2 separate regions of the Zea mays genome follow, and region 2 is linked to region 1. The links are chromatin contacts, called in public Hi-C maps. All regions are on one chromosome and are shown on one strand. Each heading gives the region's core, a stretch centred on a gene start, on an enhancer-like site or on the middle of the called end of the contact. The rest is flanking DNA. Distances are from core to core; before and after follow the strand shown. Region 1 holds the start of LOC100283948. Region 2 holds the start of LOC100381485 (ARP protein (REF)).

Evidence for each region. A called contact is a pair of places that touch in the nucleus more often than the background predicts.
Region 2: a Hi-C map of tassel shows a contact between it and region 1, with 2.1 times the contacts expected there. The contact joins the promoter of LOC100381485 here to the promoter of LOC100283948 in region 1. A contact is called at or near these places in 2 of 25 Hi-C or Micro-C datasets (leaf and tassel).

Annotation. Positions count from the first base shown.
Region 1 is chr7:131,177,355-131,180,954 of Zm-B73-REFERENCE-NAM-5.0, forward strand. It overlaps LOC100283948, which reads left to right and starts at 1,843. Exons shown (of 2, transcript NM_001371965.1): 1 at 1,843-2,511. The coding sequence starts at 2,278.
Region 2 is chr7:131,725,264-131,728,863 of Zm-B73-REFERENCE-NAM-5.0, forward strand. It overlaps LOC100381485 (ARP protein (REF)), which reads left to right and starts at 1,887. Exons shown (of 18, transcript NM_001326462.1): 1 at 1,887-2,179; 2 at 3,280-3,453; 3 at 3,530-3,600. The coding sequence starts at 2,125.

The DNA of each region.
Region 1 (3,600 bases), core at 593-3,092:
TATCAAGACACGCTAGAAAGAATATAGATATTAGAGAATCCTGAAAAAAAAAAGATAAACACATCCAGTCATCTACTTGGCATAATATAATCATTGTTATTAGTAACGGTCATCCGATCTGATTTATAATGTAATGACTCGTTCCATTATGTGTTATTAAAGACCACCTAAAGTAAACTGCTCCCTCCGTTCCCAAAATAAAACATGTTTTACCTTTTTAGTTGATTTCATACAATAGTTAATACGTTTGTTTTATATATATGTTTTTAGATTCATCATCGCCATCCATTTAAACATTGACATAAAAAATGAAGAGCTAAAATTAAACGACTTAATGTTTTAGGATGGAGGGAGTATATGTCGTTGGAGAGTTCTAGAAACGCCATTCTAGACCTCTTTGTACTACAGTTATGTAAAACCATAACATTCAAACAGAGTCTGAGCTATTTTTGACTGATGACGAGCCCTAAGTCTATACATAAACCTCCAATATATATAGACGGGTTGAGGGTTCAAAGACCATTACTACTAAGTAATTTGAGTTAAGAGAAAGTTAATTGCGCACTAGTAGTTAAAGACAGCTAGATGAAATTAGACATCAAGTCCGCCTAGTATAAATACAGTAGTACAATCCGCGTCGTCAGTGTGACGGCATGGTCGACGCGCCGGCCGGGGCTGCGTGTGCGTGTCAAGCTCGGCCCGGCCGATGATTTCACTTTCCCGGCGCCGTTTCGTGTGCCGATCGACGAAAAAGTCCAAGCTTTAATGATCGTGGTAGCCAGCCATCTTGTTCGCACCTACCTCGAATCTGTTTTTGTTTTGGCACGGAGAAGAAATGAAATCAACGGCTGATGAAAGTAACTACTAGAAGTTAGTGATAAGTTACGATAATTCAAAGTAGCTAGTACGTCAGCTTATTATTCGATCTGACTGCAAGCATCATCGATATCGACGGCTTGCACACACGGTAGCTAGTTTCCTTTTTTTTTTCACTTTTCGTTTTCAAAGTCCAAGAGTTTTAAATTTGCCGCAGCGAAGTTTGGCTGGCGCGGCTGTTGCGCGTACGTGTAGGGAAAGGGAAGGGATCAGTCATCAGTGAGAGCACTCACGCGCAGGCGGGCGCGGCTTCTTCGGGGTCCGCGGAAGCGAGATGTGGACAAATCGGGGGTGTGCCGCACCGCAGTGGAGTGCGACGAGCGCTCCGAGCACAAGTCCGCGCTCGCGCGCGCATTTTCCACGCGCCTTTGGGTGGTTTACTTTCTCTCCCGGCGACGGCGAGGCAGGCGCCCGCCAGCGTCACAGGTGGTGACGAGGCATTCCGGTGCCGAGGAGGATCCAAAGGACAGTCGGTTCGTCCTGGCGCGGTCGAGACGGGCCGGGCCCTCCTCCCTCCTGTGCGTGGGAGCCAGCCAGCCAGCCAGGAGCGGCGGGCCCCGCTTGGGCGAGCGACGAATTTTCGGGCGCTTTGACTCGGCTCGGCTCACGGCTCCTGGATATTGGACGACAAAGCGGTGGAAGCTTCTTATTTGGACCGGCCGCGGGCCGGCTGCAAGGAAGAGCGGCTGAAAGGGGTGGGCGAGCTGACTGCTGAGCATACGTACCCGCGCGAAGAAGCAGACGGAGGTCATCACGCTACCCGCGCGTGGCCAGTACCAGACAGACTCCTACCTACACTCAGAAAGCAAGAAGCCCAACGCCGAAAGCAACCACCGCGCTGGTCTCTCGCCTGTGCCGCCCTCGATCGCGCGTGAAGAGAAGCCCCTCACTTCCGTCCTCCTCCTGTCCTGTCCAGCTACCCCGGCCCCGACCCCGATAAAGCCCGCCCTTTAAATCGGCGGATCGAGGCGATGAGCGCCTCTCGCGACGCCAGGGCGGAGAGCTAGCCGGCCGGGAGCCCACACGCAGCTGGAAGCACCAGACCGATCGTGCCGGCCGAGCGGCGGCGCAGGCGCAGGCGCTTACATGGGAGTAGAGGCGGGCGGGTGCGGGCGGAGGGCGGTCGTCACCGGGTTCTACGTCTGGGGCTGGGAGTTCCTCACCGCCCTCCTTCTCTTCTCGGCCGCCGTCGCCGCCGCAGACTCCTACTAGCAAGCTACCAACCTTCTTTCTTTCATTCCCTTAGGTAGCTCAGCCGTACACACAACAACACACAAGTCATCAGTTACTAGCTAGTTAGTAGCCTATACAACACATACATACATACAAAGGTGAGTGAGGTTCGCGTGCAAGCAGAGCCAATCGTGCCGATCGAGCTATATACATAGCCGGCGGCGAGGGATGGGAGAAGCGGCCGCGGCCGTGGCGGCGTCGAAGAGGGGCGGCGGGCCGGCGCCGTTCCTGACCAAGACGCACCAGATGGTGGAGGAGCGGGGCACGGACGAGGTGATCTCGTGGGCGGAGCAGGGCCGCTCCTTCGTGGTGTGGAAGCCCGTGGAGCTGGCGCGCGACCTCCTCCCGCTCCACTTCAAGCACTGCAACTTCTCCTCCTTCGTCCGCCAGCTCAACACCTACGTGAGTACACTACGCCGCCGCTCCGGCCATCATCTCTTCTACTACGATCGATGCAATATATCACCTGTCGTCGTCGTTTAGTGATTGCAAAACACATACACTTGGTTTCCGTATTAAATTAATCAGCTAGCTAGCTAGATGATCGTTCTCTGCTCTATGATCTGTTAGTTCTGAAGCATGTTGTTGTTTTCGTCTGTGCTCGATAAATTAAGCTATGTTATGTGGTCGACGAGCGAGCCTTCCAGGCAGCTACCGTACCGTCTTCCAAGGAGTATATGCGTGTGAGCGTGTCACGGTTCGTAGGAAGGAGTGCGTCAGTCATGACACATCTCTACCACCCTTTAATTCCTTTCCCACGCAAAGCATGCTTGTCGTTTCAGAGCTAGCTGAAGAGGAATGACCTGCGATAACACTTGAAGATTAGGGTGCCGGTGCGGGTCTGAAATTACACCTGTGGGTACGATCGTGATTTAGATAGACGACTTCACGGATGTGATTACAGGAGTTTTTTTTTTTCTCTACCTGATCTAAGGCCCTGTTTGGGAACACAGTTTTTTCAAACTGCAGTTTTTCAAATACTAAAGTATACTTTAGTCATGACATTACTACAGTTTACAATGCTTCAGTTTTCGAATACAACAGTATTCAATACATCAAGGTGTTTGGGAAAAACTTTGGTTGAGACCAATCAGCCAGAGCGGGACCAAGCTGGCACTCTCTTTACAGAGAAAAACTTTGGCTGAGACCAAAGTTTCCAAAACTGCAAAACAAGTGCAGTATTTGCAATACTACAGTTTAGTATACAGAGATTTCAGATGAGTTTCCAAACACCTCAAAGTATATAATACCACAGTATTGCTCAATACTACAGTATTGCTTCAATACTGCAGAAAAACTTTGTTCCCAAACACCCCCTAAACTGCCATCTCTAACTACTATATATGTATAGAGCAAGGTGCACGGGGAAATTGAATAAGCAAAGCAAATCAGGTCGGTTGACACGCCACGGTATTGTAGTGGCGACAGAAGCATGGTATTCTATGGAACAGTTAAGGCCCTGTTTGGGAACAAAGTTTTTGAAAACCACAG
Region 2 (3,600 bases), core at 637-3,136, 550 kb after region 1:
AACGAACGAACGATCGGAATTTCGGCAGCATAACAGTAGGAAAAAGATTATTTAGACGAACGAACGGACGAACGATCGAACGATCGGACGAATGGACGAACGAACCATGAACGATCGGACGAACGATCGAACGATCGGACGAACGAACAAACTAAGAACAGGGGACGAACGATCGAAGAACGATCGAACGATCCTTGTGCTAGTGTGTGCTTGTGTGGAACATGGAGTGGGTGTGTGTGTGGGGGGGAAGAGAGTTGCCATGAAATGGCTTGGGGTGGGATGAGAGGAGGCCCTTGCCCCTCTATTTATAGCCATGGTGGGGGATTAGGGGGAGGGATGAGAGGATTAGTGGGAGGATGAGAGGATTAGTGAGAGATTAACATGTATTTGTCTTGTACAAGTGAGATTAGCTTGTAGAGCTCACCGTATGACACTGGAGGCTTACGTATACGTATGAGCATGAAGAAAGTTATGAAGAAAATATTTATAGGGACTTGAAAAATGATTCTGAAGGTATTTCTCAAGAGGAAAATACTTGGAGATATATCGGTGGAATATTTGGACAATATTTCTGGAAAGAACTTGAGGTGGATTACTGGGGAAATATCTGGGCAGTATTTCTGGAAAGAATTTGAGGAGGGTCACTGAGGAAATATTTGTAGGATATTTTGAGGAGGATTTTGGAGAAAATATAGACCACTATAATTTATTTGTTGATATCAACTTGCAAACAAACATTTTGAAACGAAATTTGAAATTCATTTTGAATTTAGGGCGAGTTTGAGAAAATTCCAAGATTTGAATTTTTGGGATGCTACAGGAGACCACATTCAACCACCGGCACCAGTATGACCGTTGTCCACCCGTGAACAGCACAAAAGTGCACATTTTGCACTTGGACACGTCGTTCAGGGTTCGCGTCCACCGGGGAATCGCAACATCTTGCCCATCGATAACATGGAGAACTTCACGCATACGACGGATGCGAAGGGAAACGGTTTATTCCATACCTCTCGTGTCGATTTGGAGGTTGCTGCCTCCGTTCTTGTAAAAAACAACGATTGTTCTTCTCCTTCTCCCTCTATTTTCGCGAGCAAGTGCTGATAACGTGTTGCAATCAGTGGTAACGAGTTTGAGAGAATGACAGATGCGTTCTTTATTGCAGAGAAGATCTTGTTTATATACAAGCGAATCAGGGCATTCCCAATGAGTGTGTTCCTTGGGGAGAAACTATCGCATCTCTTGGAGAGGATTGATCATAAATATTGTAACATAAACCACAACTAAGCTACACTTAATTGACACGCATACACATATTGGTCAACAGTCATACGTGCTCCACCTGCATCTTCCTTTCCTTCGTCTATCTATGCATGTTTTTTTTGCGCAATCCCACGAGCACTCCTGAATGAGAAAATTATTAGGCGGACAAATATCTAAATTTGTCATAATTCATAGTTCACTGTCGACATACACATTTGTTGTTTAAAAAACTAATCCAACCGAGCTATACACTCAATTTTCACACATGCACGTATATTAATCAACAGTTGTACGTGCTCCATCTCTAATGTTCCCTTCTCGGAGTCGGAGCTGCATGTCCATGTACTCCCTATCCTTCTCTTGGACTTCCATAAGTCTTTGCATCCTGCTCTTGTCCTTTCGCTGTTCCCGTGTTGTAAATCGTGGAATCTATCGTTCAGGGTCGTGATAAGAAACCACGCATAAGCCGATGAGCACGAACCATCTGCCCAACTGCAAACTATTGCCCCAGGTAGTGATTAGTGAAGCCGTTGGAGCACGGTTTTCATGTGCTCGGTGACGGACCTGACGGTACCCACCCCCACCCCGTCACATGCCTGGGCTTTCCAGACTCCAGAGGGCCACGCGAAATGAAACGGAACTGGGACAGCAAAGGAAGATACGGCGCGATATTTTAGATTACAGGAGAGTAGGAGACCGGCGCCGAAAGCTCCGTGGCCTCGTCTCCTTCCCCACTTCGGCCTCGGCAGTTCCGCGTGCCGGCCGGAGCCTCGTCTCGCTTCGCATCTCGCACTTCGCGCCTTCGCCGCTGCGATTCCTCAGCAGCTCCTCGGCCGCTCCACCCACCCCTGCGCCGGCGAGATGGAGCTCAAGCCCGGCATGTCGGCGCTCGTCACCGGCGGCGCCTCTGGCATCGGTAAGAGGCGCCCCTCTTCCCCAGGCTCCCAGCGACTCGCGAAACGATGTTCAGTCCCGAGTCCCGATGCCCCGTGCCGCTTTACTTCAACCTGTACAAAGGGATCCATTCGTACGAACTAGGAGAGGCTAGCGCGCGTTTATTCGCGGACTGAATTGCTTTTCTCGCCTCTGTCGATCTGAGCTGAATGCGGTGACTGGGGAGGTGATGCGCTAATTATGCGGTGTAGCAGTCGAATGGAGGAGGCGGACGTTTTTTTTTGGAAACCTTTGGATTCAGATCACGGTCGTCAGTGTAGTTGTATTGTTGTGCAGGGCACGTAGCTGCAGTGCTGCACGGCTTATGTTACAATAATAATAAGTTACCTTTACCTAATATAGTGAATTAGTGATACGTCTGTCTGGGAAATGATGCAATTATAGCTCTATCCTATGAAAATATATTTCAAAGCTATGGAAGTTTTACTGATTGGAATTCTAACGACATCTAGTTCGGATTGCACGGAGTATCAATTATACTGTATCAAAAGCTGCCAACTATTGGAATTGGTCACAATTATAATAGTATAAATCTAGTGAGAGAATCTTTTTTTGAGATTTGTGTTCTTTAAACTGCAGGTTTGCTGGAAATAAAGTAGCCGAATAGAGTTCTGTTTTGGGTACTACACATCATATAACGTGCAGCCATGCAACAATATGTGCCCACAGCAAAACCAAAGACTCAAAACTTTCTGAAAACTAGCATGTAATTGATAGCAAGGTTCTTTGTTTGGCAGATCTGATACCGCAAGGTTGCAACTGCACGTATAGGATGGTTTAAACGAAACTGAAAGTTGACGTGTACCAGTAACACTGGATTAAAGTAGCCTCTGTATGTTCTAGCTGACCATAGAACCAGATTGCTTATACCCAGTTGATGATAGCGAATAGGTTTGGTATTACACTGATTATTGATTGATATCTAGATCTTAGACCTTTAGTTTAATGTGAGGAAATTTTTCACGGTAGATTCTGCTCCGTCTTATGGGTTTAGTCTCTCCCTTCAGTCACCAGTCCGGGTAGGTACCTTTTAATGTATTAACTTAAGAGCTCTCTTTTCAGGGAAAGCACTTTGTATTGCTTTTGCAAGGAGGGGTTTATTTGTGACTGTCGTTGATTTCTCAGAGGAAAATGGAAGAGAAGTTGCTACATTAGTTCAAAAAGAAAATAGCAAATTTCACGGAGATCTTAGAATTCCATCTTCAATATTTGTTAAGTGTGATGTTAGTAATGCAGGTAAGAGTTTTTAACTTTTAGATGTTAACTGAAAGGTTTCCCTACCATGACCTTAAATATACACTTTAATATGCAGATAATCTTGCTGCTTGTTTTGAGAAGCATGTACAGACATACAATGGACTAGATATCTGCATCAACTGTGCT